2 separate regions of the Hordeum vulgare genome follow, and region 2 is linked to region 1. The links are chromatin contacts, called in public Hi-C maps. All regions are on one chromosome and are shown on one strand. The core of a region is the stretch at or near the end of the contact, and the rest is flanking DNA. Distances in the headings are between cores, read along the strand shown.

What was found. Hi-C and Micro-C count contacts between places; a contact is called where the count stands out from the background.
Region 2: a Hi-C map of leaf shows a contact between it and region 1, with 3 times the contacts expected there. The contact joins the promoter of LOC123402881 here to the promoter of LOC123406230 in region 1. A contact is called at or near these places in 3 of 6 Hi-C or Micro-C datasets (leaf and seedling).

The regions. Positions count from the first base shown.
Region 1 is chr6H:377,234,275-377,240,178 of MorexV3_pseudomolecules_assembly, forward strand. It overlaps LOC123406230 (adenosine kinase 1), which reads right to left and starts at 2,686. Exons shown (of 13, transcript XM_045099715.1): 1 at 2,408-2,686; 2 at 1,685-1,738; 3 at 1,547-1,593; 4 at 1,427-1,458; 5 at 1,238-1,339; 6 at 1,064-1,131; 7 at 348-424. The coding sequence starts at 2,499.
Region 2 is chr6H:377,504,763-377,510,666 of MorexV3_pseudomolecules_assembly, forward strand. LOC123402881 reads left to right here and starts at 2,989. Exons shown (of 6, transcript XM_045096843.1): 1 at 2,989-3,209; 2 at 4,817-4,934; 3 at 5,452-5,904. The coding sequence starts at 5,664.

The DNA.
Region 1 (5,904 bases), core at 1,436-3,935:
ATCGGGAGGAGAAGCGAGGCGGAGGCCAGGAGCTTGACCACGCCGGTCTGACAGACGCAGAGACGAAGGCCAGGGGACAGAGGCCAGGTTGTGTAAGCGTATCGAGATGACTTAGTCAGAAATTTGCAACTCAATACTCTGGGCATCCAAATATAAATTTGAACTGGTTGAGCTCTTTAGATTTCAGCTATCCAATGCATGTACATCCAAACAGAAAATCTTGAATCACAGTCGATTTCTTTAGAACGTTGACTGTGATTACAAGCTATCCAAGTTGACGTCAGCATCAATTCAGCAATGATGAACATAATCCAAGCTAAGAGTTCAAAAGAGATCAAAACAAATACCTAGTGCCCAGTTCTCTGGCTTCTTTAGATGCTCAGATTTGTAGCAGTTTGCTGCAGATAAGTTTGCAATCAATGACCTGACCACATAGAAAGATATATAATTCAGATATTGTTAGAGAAGATGCTCAGGATCTAAATGTGGTAAAAACTAAAAAGATGGGATAGAATAATCGCATTTAAGTAATTAAGAAATATAAACAATGCAAAGACCTATGTGTTCATGCCTTATAAAAGTTGCATGGCATTATGTTTTAAAACTACGTGCTCCGCTCAAATTAAATAACTTTGTCCACCATTCTCACCATATACACGTCCCTCCCAAGTTCCGACAAGATTGAAACTTAACTTCATTGCATTACAAAATGGCATGCATCACAGGATAGATGCATCACAGGATAGTTCAATAGATAGCATAAACGTTTGACAGTGTTAATAGTTTCCCTAATTAAAGTGAGATGCACATACAACTATTACCATTTATAGAGAACCTGGATGGACGTATTACATTACCATTCAGAATAGCAGTGTACTATCATAGAGCATATACTAAGTTTTCTGGTAATGCTGTGGTCTTAATTAAGCAAGTTGGTGAAACAAGTAAACGTTACAAATATGAATAATGAATCATAAAAAATTGATTTCCAGTACAACATTTAAAGCCACAAAATAGAAGGAAACACAATAGCTGGTGAGAGGTATTATCATAGGTGGCATACCTTTCGCCACCAACAACACAGACAGCACATGTGCCTGTAGGAGCAGCCTCATCCTCGTAGTAATGAACCTAGATGAATACGAGACAAGACCAAGTCAGCATTAGCCAGTTAATGAATAGAACAGAAACATTTATATGATAAAATGGCAGGGCGAGAAAAAGCTCAAGAACTAACAGTGACTCCTGCAGCTTTAGCGGCGCTCTTCATCTCCTCACCATACTTGTCCTTTCCGATGCAACCCATGTAACTTGTTGCACCAGGAGTTTGAAGCATCCACTGCAAAATACATGATATATAAAAGTAAACAAACAGATCTAGCAAAATCTTTTGGTTGGTCATGGTTTACTGGTCTTTCGAGCTTACTTGGGCAACCCTGATAGAGTTCTGCGTGGCTCCTGGAACATCAAAAAGAAGACATAATCAATCTGAAAAATCAACAAGATAAAAAGAAATAGCACATTATACATGTTAAAAACACATTACCTCCAGCAATATATTCAACATTGCCCTTGCTGGACAACTCATCGTACCTGCCAAAAATCACAGTATGAGGTAAGAAATTATGCCATTGTACAAAATAACGGCACTGAGATGTTGGTAACGACTTAGATAGATGCTTACATAGGCAAGTGCTTGTCCTCCGCGAGAATGGCATTGTTCAGCTTGACATCATACCTAAAACAGAGAAGGAAGCATGTCAGCACAGTCATGATTACAACACATGTTACATAATACTCGAGCAACAGCATAGCAACAAAGCCAAGCATAAAGCACTACGCCCAACCCCTGATCGAGCATTCCAGCGTCAACTGAACCAGATTACACAGCGCATATCAAGCGGCTATAATTGGAGATCTATGCCAACAGATTCGGCAAAAAAACAGGAACACTAGCGGAACATGTCGCACATGCAGTCAATTTCAATAAGCAGCCCAAGCGAGACTTACTATATCCATCTAAATTATGTCTCCTATTTCTATGTAGAGGAACGAATTTTCAATAGCATAACTTGGGCTCCTAGAATATGGCGCGGTTAACAGAGAAATCGCCTGTGATATATCCATTGCATAATTTTGGATGAGTGACATGAGGGGCATGTCCATCGACTGTCAAATAAAAAATAAAACTATCGTTCGACTCTTGGTACCGTCCTGCGCCCGTACCAACCCGCGAAGCACTTTCTGTCGCCTCGGATCTGATGAGCAGAGGCGACGAATCTATCGAAGCTAACAAAACTATACCGTACGGATCCGGAAACTAACGCGAACGGAGACAAACAAAATTCAAAACCACAGATCGGAACGCAGAAAGCGGGGCAGAGGGGCGGGTGAGATCGGCGCGTACTTAGCGAGGAAGGCCTCGTCGACGACGGCGGAGATGTCGAGAAGGGGGTTGCCCATCCCCAGGAGCACGCCCTCGAGGTTGCTCGCCGCCATTCTCCTGCTCCTCTAGACGACGACGGCTGCGCAGGGAGGCGAGAGCGAGATCTGAGGTCTGCGTTGGCGAATGGCGAGAGGTTCGTTCCAGTGGTGGTGTGGTGGTGGGATGATGGGTGCGGCGGGGGTTTTAGTCGGCCTCGCCCAAACCTCGCGGGGCCCACCTGTCACCCTCCGTCGCTCTGCGTGGTTGGTGAGCGTTGCATTTGCAGGTGGAGGTGGAGGGGCAGTGGAAGAAGATCTAACCTACCCACCACGTGGTACTGCTACCAACTCTGTTTCTCGGATGCTCGCTGACGTGCGGGACCGAGGTTGACACGTTGCGGCGTTTGAGTGGTGCGCGCGCTCTTCGCTGAGATTGCTTTTGGTGCGGCAATCGATGCGTGGGTCCTTTTCGCCCACCAACCGCGTACAAATCGGTCGGTGCTCGGGAGTGGTGCACGGTGGTCCCGCTTATATAAATATTATTCTCTTTATCTTAAAATAAATGATTTAATTTTATATCTCTTCATAATCTTTCCTAATAATAAAGAAAATTCGATTTCTGGTCGTCCGTCATGAAGATAACTTTAAGGTTTGCATTTATTACCCACCATGCCACTGTTAGTAATAGAAAACGTTTTAGAAAGCAAAAAAAAATCTTGGATTGGACCGGCCCATGTAAAAACCTCCTACATTACGCTCTGCATGCTGGGAGAATATCCAGCACACCGTATGGGCCGGCCCATGCACAGGCGCCTGCTTTTAGTTTCGTTTATTTACTTATTTTCAGTTTCTTTTTTTTTAAATAATTTAGAACTTCAAATAATCTTTAAAAATTTAATAAACTGGAAATTATAAATCAACATATTTTAAAAAATAAAATGTTTGTGACTTCAAAAACTGCTCGGAGTTTTTTAAAAAGTTATCGCATATACAATAAAATGTTTGTACAATAAGAAAAGTCCATGATTTCAAATACAATTCATGTATTAAAAGTTATTAAAGGCATTTAACAAAATGCTTTCTAATTCAAAATATGTTAATGCATTTAAAAAATGTCCTAAAATTTTAAAAATAGCTAATGCCTGTTTTGATAGTTTCTTTTTTTTATTTAAAATTTTTCGTTCCATTTTTGTTTATTTCTAATTTAAATAATTTAGAATTACAAAAACTTTTGCATATTAAAAAAGAGGAAATTTGAATTAAATGTTGACGAAAACATAAAATGTTTGTGGATTCAAAAAAAGCGCCGAATTTTTATATTTTTTTGCAAATTCCAAAACAATGTCCATGAATTTAATAAATATATTACTGATTTATAAAAATATTTGTTTATTCAGAAAAACTTCATGCGTTTCAAAAAATGTTTGTGAATTTAAAATAAAATCCTTCAACATAAAAAATTATGTTCGTCTTTTCTTGAACTGGTCGCCAATTCAAAAGAAAATATTTAAACCCGTTCGAAATATAAAAAATATTCACGATTTTTAGTAAATTGTAAAAAATGTTCTCGATTTTAAAATTGTTTCCATATTTTTAAAATTCTCACGAAAGATTTAATGTATGTAGTTAAACATTAATACTTCTAAGTCTTTGTGACAATATACCTATGTGAATTTTTAAGAATTAACTCTTGGATGGATCAAATTATTATTGTACGTTTTAAAAAAGATATTGAAATTCAGAATAAATCTTTGAGTTGCCAAGATTTTTGACAACCATGATATATATTTTTTGAAAATGTAAAGATTGCTTCAACTTGTGGATAAATTTAAAAAAAGAAACATTTTCTTGCATTTGTATATAAAAATTTAAAATCAAGCGATGATATATGAACATAATGTGGTCACCATCATTGGAGATTATGTTTTTATGTTACGTGGCAACGCACGGGCCATTTTGCTATCTCTCCCTCATAATAAAGCAAATAGGGTTTCTGGTCGTCCGTTATGGCATTTTTTTTAAAAAGTCCCTCACATTTTATGTATTCAACCCGCACTCCCTTTTTAAGTGGAGAAAACGAAAAACGGTTCATTCGGTCTGCTATATATAAAGTGCCACATCTATTTCAGCACAGTCATGTACCTACCGTAGTGGTCGACGCACCGCCAGCTTGCTGCAGAGACCTGAGTTCGAGTCTAGGCCGGCCTGTTTTTCGTTTCCTATTGCTTCATTTTTTTTAAATTCAAATGCTTTTAAAACATTCATATCTTTTAAATCCTAAATCTAAATCTAGCATGTTATATATGAAAATCGCTCAGAAAAAAGTGAAGATTTCAAATATGCTATTATTTTACATGTTACTTTCTTGTTTTTCTTTTCCTATTGCTTCATTTTTTATGTAAATTAAAATGTTTTTCAAACATTCATATCTTTTAAATCCTAACTCCAAATCTAACATGTTATATATGAAAATCGCTCAGAAAAAATTAAAATTGGTCACGTAATTTTCAAAATTCATATTTAAAAACCTGTGTCCCCGGCCGTTTTAGCATATTAGTAGCCCAAATGGCTATAACTCAACCCTTTTACCCCATAATCCTCGATTCAATCCCACATAAGCTTATTTTGTTATTTTTTCTATTGAGCATGTATTTTTTATATTAATAAAACAAAGAACTGTGAGGCGCTTTTAACGGTTGTTGTTTCACGCACAAATTTAAATATATGGCGCACAAATTTTAAAACGGAGTGAGTACTTAAAATGAAAATATATGGAACACTGGTGAGCATAATAAAAGGTGTTGATAATCTATCGAGGTATTTAACGTGCTTCATAAATTAAGCTGGTCTTTTTTTCCTCTCCGAAGAGCATATACGAAAACCGTAAGAGTCTAAAGATTTTTTATTCAGTTGTAACACATGTACGTGTGACAAACTGAGACGAGAAAGAAGGAAAATAGCTATAGTCATAAGACATGTAACAATGTCTCCTGTTGCAACGCACAGACATTTGTGATGATAATAATAAAGCAAATAGGGTTTCTGGTCGTCCGTCATAGAAATTACCCATCAAGTTTGCATAAATTACCCACCATGCCACCGTAAGTAATATATAACGTTTCACAAAGCAAAAAATCCTGGACTGGGCCGGCCCATGTAAAAACCTCCTATATTACGCTCTGCACGCTGGGAGAATATCCAGCACACCGTATGGGCCGGCCCATGCACAGGCGTCTGCTTTTAGTTTCGTTTATTTATTTATTGTCAGTTCAGTTTTATTTTATTATTTTAAATAATTTAGAATTTCAAATAATCTTTAAAAAGTTAATAAACTGAAAATTATAAATCAACATATTTAAAAAATAGAATGTTTGTGACTTCAAAAACTGCCTGGAGTTTTGTATAAAATGCTCGCATATACAATAAAATGTTGCAATTTTAGAAAAATATTTGTACAATAAGAAAAGTCCATGATTTCAA
Region 2 (5,904 bases), core at 1,739-4,238, 270 kb after region 1:
GGGTGATTTGTTCTGCTGTTGTCGCCTTAGTTTCGGGGGACACCCCCTCTCCCCTCCCCCTATATATAGTGGGCACTTTTGACCATTGGGGGACACACTTTTCCCTCTCCCTCGACGCAGCCCTGTCCTTCTTTCTCCTCCTCTCTGTCGGTGCTTGGCGAAGCCCTGCCGGGAGACCTCGTCTCTCCATCAACACCACACCGTCGTGCTGCTGGAGTTCTTCCCCAACCTCTCCCTCCTCCTTGCTGGATCAAGGTGCGGGAGACGTCACCGGGCTGGACGTGTGTTGAACGCGGAGGTGCCGTAGTTCGGCACTAGATCGGAATCACACCGCGATTTGAATCGCCGCGAGTACGACTCCATCAACCGCGTTCTAGTAATGCTTCCGCTTAGCGATCTTCAAAGGTATGAAGATGCACTCACCCCTCTCTCATTGCCGGTCTCTCCATAGGAAGATCTGAATATGCGTAGGATTTTTTTTGAATTTATGCTACGTAACCCATCAGGAGGGCGGGGTACCGTTGCCAGAGACGTGGTGGCCACCTCTGCCACCATTGGCGCGATTGGAGACGGAGTTTGGATCCGGTGGTTATTTGTCATCCCCAAGCTTTTTTCGACACAAGCGGCAACATGTGGGTTGTTTCCGGCAGCAATACTCCGGCGCCGGTGGACGGTTGGGTGAGCGTGAGGTGTTGGCTATCCATTTCGACCAGCTGCGAGGTCATTGGTGGCAACAGCGGGGGGAGTGGGAGGTAGTGTGGCGCGGGAGGGGGAGAGGGAGTTTTACTCGGCCGCCGAAAGTTGAAGAATATTTAGGAAAAAATTGGGGGGGAATAAGGAGCTAGAGTATTTTTTTTACTCCCTTAATATTTTTAGGGTTTTGGCTAAGTCCGCTGTAAGGGAATAAACCAAATGTTTTACTCCCTTATGTCCGTATTGGTGATCGGTTAGAAATGCCCTAACCAGATTAATGATCGGTAAAACAATTTTGTAAGGTTTATAGGTGGAAGATTCTCCATAGAGACATGTGTCCCCTCTCACCGGAAAATCTCATTATAGGCCACCGTATGATAAAGAATTTTGCATGCGAATCCACTAGATTTTCCCCATTGAATTAAGTGTCAGGAAGTTCCCCGCAAAAAAAAGGAAAAAAAGTCTCCCGTAAAAAAAGGTGCGAGGTAGCGTGCAGTGCGCTATACTGTAAAGGGCACCGTTCTGTGTCGGCGCACCGGTGCGAGCGCCCCCGCCGGTCAACGCGTAACTCTACGATGCTACAGCTGCTAGCCATCAAATCTGTTTGTCTCTTCGTCAATCTCTTGCATCGTCTTCCTCTGGAAAATTACAGCGTCACGAGCGTCATTGACCCCCGCCGTAATCTCCCCTGAGGCGACTGAGCTCGATGCATCACAATACACCCCGTGCTCGCCGGAGCCGCTCGTCGGCGCGCTCGCCATCACGCTTGTTGAAGCCACTCACCGAAGCTGCTCGTCGGCGCGCTCGTCAGAGCCGCTCGCCGGAGCTCGTCACCGCTCGTCACAACACCCTCATGCCCTCCCCCCGTCGCTCGCCGCTCGTCGCCGTCGCCGCCGGTTTGAAGCTTTTTTCACTTTCGTTGAAACTTTTCCCGTGTTGCTTGAAGCTTTTTCCACAACGATTGAAGCTTTTTCCATGTCGTTTGAAGCTTTTTGCTGGTTGTAGCAAAAATGACAGGCTTTCCTCGTTGGTCTGTGGTTGAAGCTTTTCAAACATATGGTTGAAACTTTTGTGTCAACGATTGCAGCTTTTGTGTTTCGCTGTCGCCGGTTGAAGCTTTTTATATGGTCGGTTGCAACAAATCAAATGAAGAATGTATCAAATTTGTATAATGGTTGTAGCATTTTCCCATCATGGTTGCAGCTCGCCATGCCAATGCTTGTAGCAAAGAACAAATCGGTTTGCAACAAAATAGAATTACAGATGTAGCAAATTTGTATAATGGTTGTAGCATTTTTTCATCATGGTTGCAGCTCGCCATGCCAACGTTTGTAGCAAAATTTCCGTCAACGCTTGAAGCTTTTTTTCCATGCTGGTTGAAGCTTTTTTATGCCGTTTGAAGCTTTTTGCACACCGCTTGTAGCTTTTTTAATAGATGCGTACGCACAGATCTGTCCATGACATGAGGCAGTCATGTCATCTCCCCCGTGGCTCGGCCCGAGCACCGGCGATGGTGGTTTTGCAGCAGCGCCAGCGAAGGGTACGAGGGCGTGCGGCGGCGCCTGCGGGGGAGGGGGGGCGGCGACGGCCTGCACAAAGGGGACGCCAACGAAGGTACGAGGGTGTGCGGCGACGCGTGCGCGGGAGGAGGGGGCGACGGCGGCCTGCGCAGAGGGGACGCACGCGACGACGACGCCTGCGCGGGGAGGGGCGACGGCGACCTGCGCAGAGGGGACGCGCGCGATCCGCCCAGATCGGATGAACACGGTGCATCCGGCGAAAACGGTTCAACTGACGCGCCGTGTATAAACGTTTCTCTACTGTAAAAGTCAAAAAGTGTTTGCAAGAATTGCTTGATTCTCATTGATTTTGACTATTTATATAAGGAGCGGTTACAAAGATATGAGATGAAATCTAACCAAAAATAACGGTTGCTATTACAAGAGACAAAGTGACAACTGCTATAAACAGTTGCTAATAGGCAAGACAAACTTTAACTGCTAATTGCAGTTATCCTAATCAATGTCGGGGTTAATTAGCACATGCTAATTACCAATCCTGCACAGGCTAAACAAACTACTCGCAACATATACAACCGCGTGGCATAACAAAGGTCAAACCTGGCATCGTACAAGGCACGTTTGCACGGTCGCCATAGACCAGGAACGAGAGACCAGACGCGCGAGCACAGTGCGCCACCCTACCTACATCCTCCCGTCCCCTGGCCCAGCGCAAGCGAACTCGCAGAGCGCAATGAATGACCACTTGGACTCACCACGGACCTGACAAGACGACTGTCGCGCTTGCTTTGAACACGCCACCTCCCCTGCTTTTCATCTCGGTTTTCGTCGCAGAGCGGTTCGCTCACGCCCCACGCGCCCAAGCCCAACCCACCACCGTCAATCCTCACAAGTCACAATCCCCCGTCCCCCAACCCAAAACCCTCGTTTCATCGGCGGCGATTCCCCATCTCCTCTGCGTGCCGCCGGGGAGCGCTCGATTCCGGCCGTCGTTGGGTAAGCATTACTCTTCCAGTACACACGTTCTTTTTTCCTGCGCGACCCGATTAATTGCTTGCCGTCGCGCACGTTCGATTTTCGTTTGAGTTACGGCGGGATCGCGGTCGCGATTCGGGGGGAAAGGGTCGCGCTCCGTGGGTTCGGGGCTTTGCGCGGTGGGTTTTGTCCAGACCAGAGGTTTTGGCGAGGTTTATGCCCATCGATTCCGCCATTCCGGCATGCAGCTTCGAAGGCGACCCGGTTGTTGGATTTAGCGTATTTTCTTCCCGGCTGTGCATGCAAGTCGGACGGTTGCGCCTTCTCAGGCTTTGTTTGGATTATCGTTTAGCTTCAAATACCTCTGTAAAAAAAATACAGATCTCCTTCCATCGTTTTGCTTTCGCCTAAAATCTTTTAGCCTCCGGTAAAATACATCTGTATAATTAATACGCGTGTATTAAAATACAGGGCAACCAAGTGCGGCCTCAGTGTGGGCGACGTTCAGTTTTCCTTTTACCTCTCGGTCTCACCTCTAGATTCCAGTATGGATCCCCCCAGCCCCCTCTTTAATTCGAGGCAATCGATTTTGAGCATCTAATGTGGATATGAACACCGATTGGCTTAGAAGTTACCATGTTTGACCACCCCCCTTCAATTCCTTCTCACATTCGTGTTACCAGTTTAGCCCTTTACATCACATCTAACTCTGTTTGCTGGAAGATGTAAAAAAAAAAAAAAACTCTGTTTGTTGGAAATTACTTGTTATTGGCAGATGCTTTCAATTCTTTTTTTAAAAGGTGCTTTTTAATTCTTTGTTACATCTAATACGAATCGAGCCTAGCTTGGTTGGTAGGAAGTGTGGATATACATCCGCAAACCCTGGTTCAAGTCTTATTCAACTTGTACTTGGGTGCTTATCATCGTTTATAAAGCGTCCCCTCTTGGACGCTTAGGCGATGCTTAGGTGGCAAGGCGCCCTGGCAGTGCCTTATAATTATGCCTGCTTTAGGCGCTTAGGCGTCAGGGTGGTTGTTAGGTCGCCTTACGGCCTTATAAACAATTGTGCTCATTCTTATCAATTAAATGAATAGACCAATTTTGTAACATGCGAACATGAGGCTGTGTCCTAATGGGCAATGGTCTGTGCGCCATGCGCGGCTGCGTGCGTTCTTGTGACAGTGACGACACAAGTTGACATGGGAAGCATCAAGTGACTCGCGCGGTAGTGCTGCTCATAAATAAATTCCTTTTTGTTTCGCAAAAACAATTCGTTTTTGTTCCCCCAAAGATCACTTTTATGACAGCGAGTATTTTAACCCTTTTTTCACCAATGTTCCCATTCAAGAAACCTCCTAACACCAATTAAAAAAAAGCTCCTGACACAACACACTCCATTGAACTACTCCGTATTTGTCTCCAAACTGACAGAGCAGCTGTACATGTCGAACTGACGAGGCTTGCCACGTTAAAATGTATTCATCGAATTTGCTTCTTAGTTGGTGGAGGCGCACCTTTTAACCTTTTGGGTTGCGCAATTTAGCCGAACCAGGTCTCCACAACTTACCAACCGACGGGGAAGGTTTGGTTCGGCTATTCCTGAACAGCTAATTGTGCACTCTTGTCAGCTTGGAAACCTATTCGAGGATGTGATTAATGTACAAGTGGACAATTTCTTTGCGCTTTGCAACACGTTGGAGAAATGGCCCTAAATGTGGAATAGCTTTCATAATTGATAGCTGCAAGGTACTCCTACACAAGAGGTTTTTTTGGCCTGATTTTAACAGACTAGAGGCATGAAAATATGAATACTTTGTTATGGTTAGTGCCTATGGTATGTGAGTAATGAACTCAACCCATGTTTCCTTGTTGGTGCTTCTATTACTTCAATTATTTTGTGTGAACAATAAATTGTAGAAGATGCCATCAGATTTTTCCTTAGACTGTTGGCCCACAAATCCACAGCCTGCAAATGGAAGTATTAGAGATATTTTCATCATAAATTACGCCTGAAATGTGGAACATTACTTTATTAAAGAAATTGGTTAAAACTTTGAACTTTGATTTATTTCTATGTTCACAAAGTATCATAAGAAATTTCTGTATCATGATTTTTAACAGAGAAATTGGAGGCATTTTTGTAGTTCTCCTCACCTGGTTCACATAAATATAGAAGAATTTTGCATCCTTCCTTGACCAATGATACAAATCTCACTGTGTTTAAATGCATGGTCTTGAAATGTCTATCCTTATCATTGTTTAGGCCTGCTTGATCTTCCGCGTAGCACATATATGAGCCAGTTAGCTGGTGCTTGCATCACGAAATGATCCTTAATCAGTTGCACAGAAGAGAATCAACTTAGCTACGGTGGAATTACTATCTCTGTGAGGAAAGTTGTAGGTTTTTTTCTGTTCATACAAACAGAATAAAATTTCCACGTCAGTCAGATAGTCACCCAACTAGATTGAGATATTATGGATTTCAACAAAGCCTGCAAGGGATCATGCGAATGTGAAAAGTGGGAGTTTGGCAAGATTGGAGAGGAAAAAAATAAACATTATGAATCTGAACTAGAAGAAGGTGAGGTCAGAGAGGCAGATGAGGCATCCGGATTAGAAAGCCCTATCCAGAAGGGCATAGCTGCAAGTGTTGCACAGGAGCAGGCCCATATAAGGCAGTCAGCTTCACCGCAAAGAGCTTCTCATAATTTAGAGA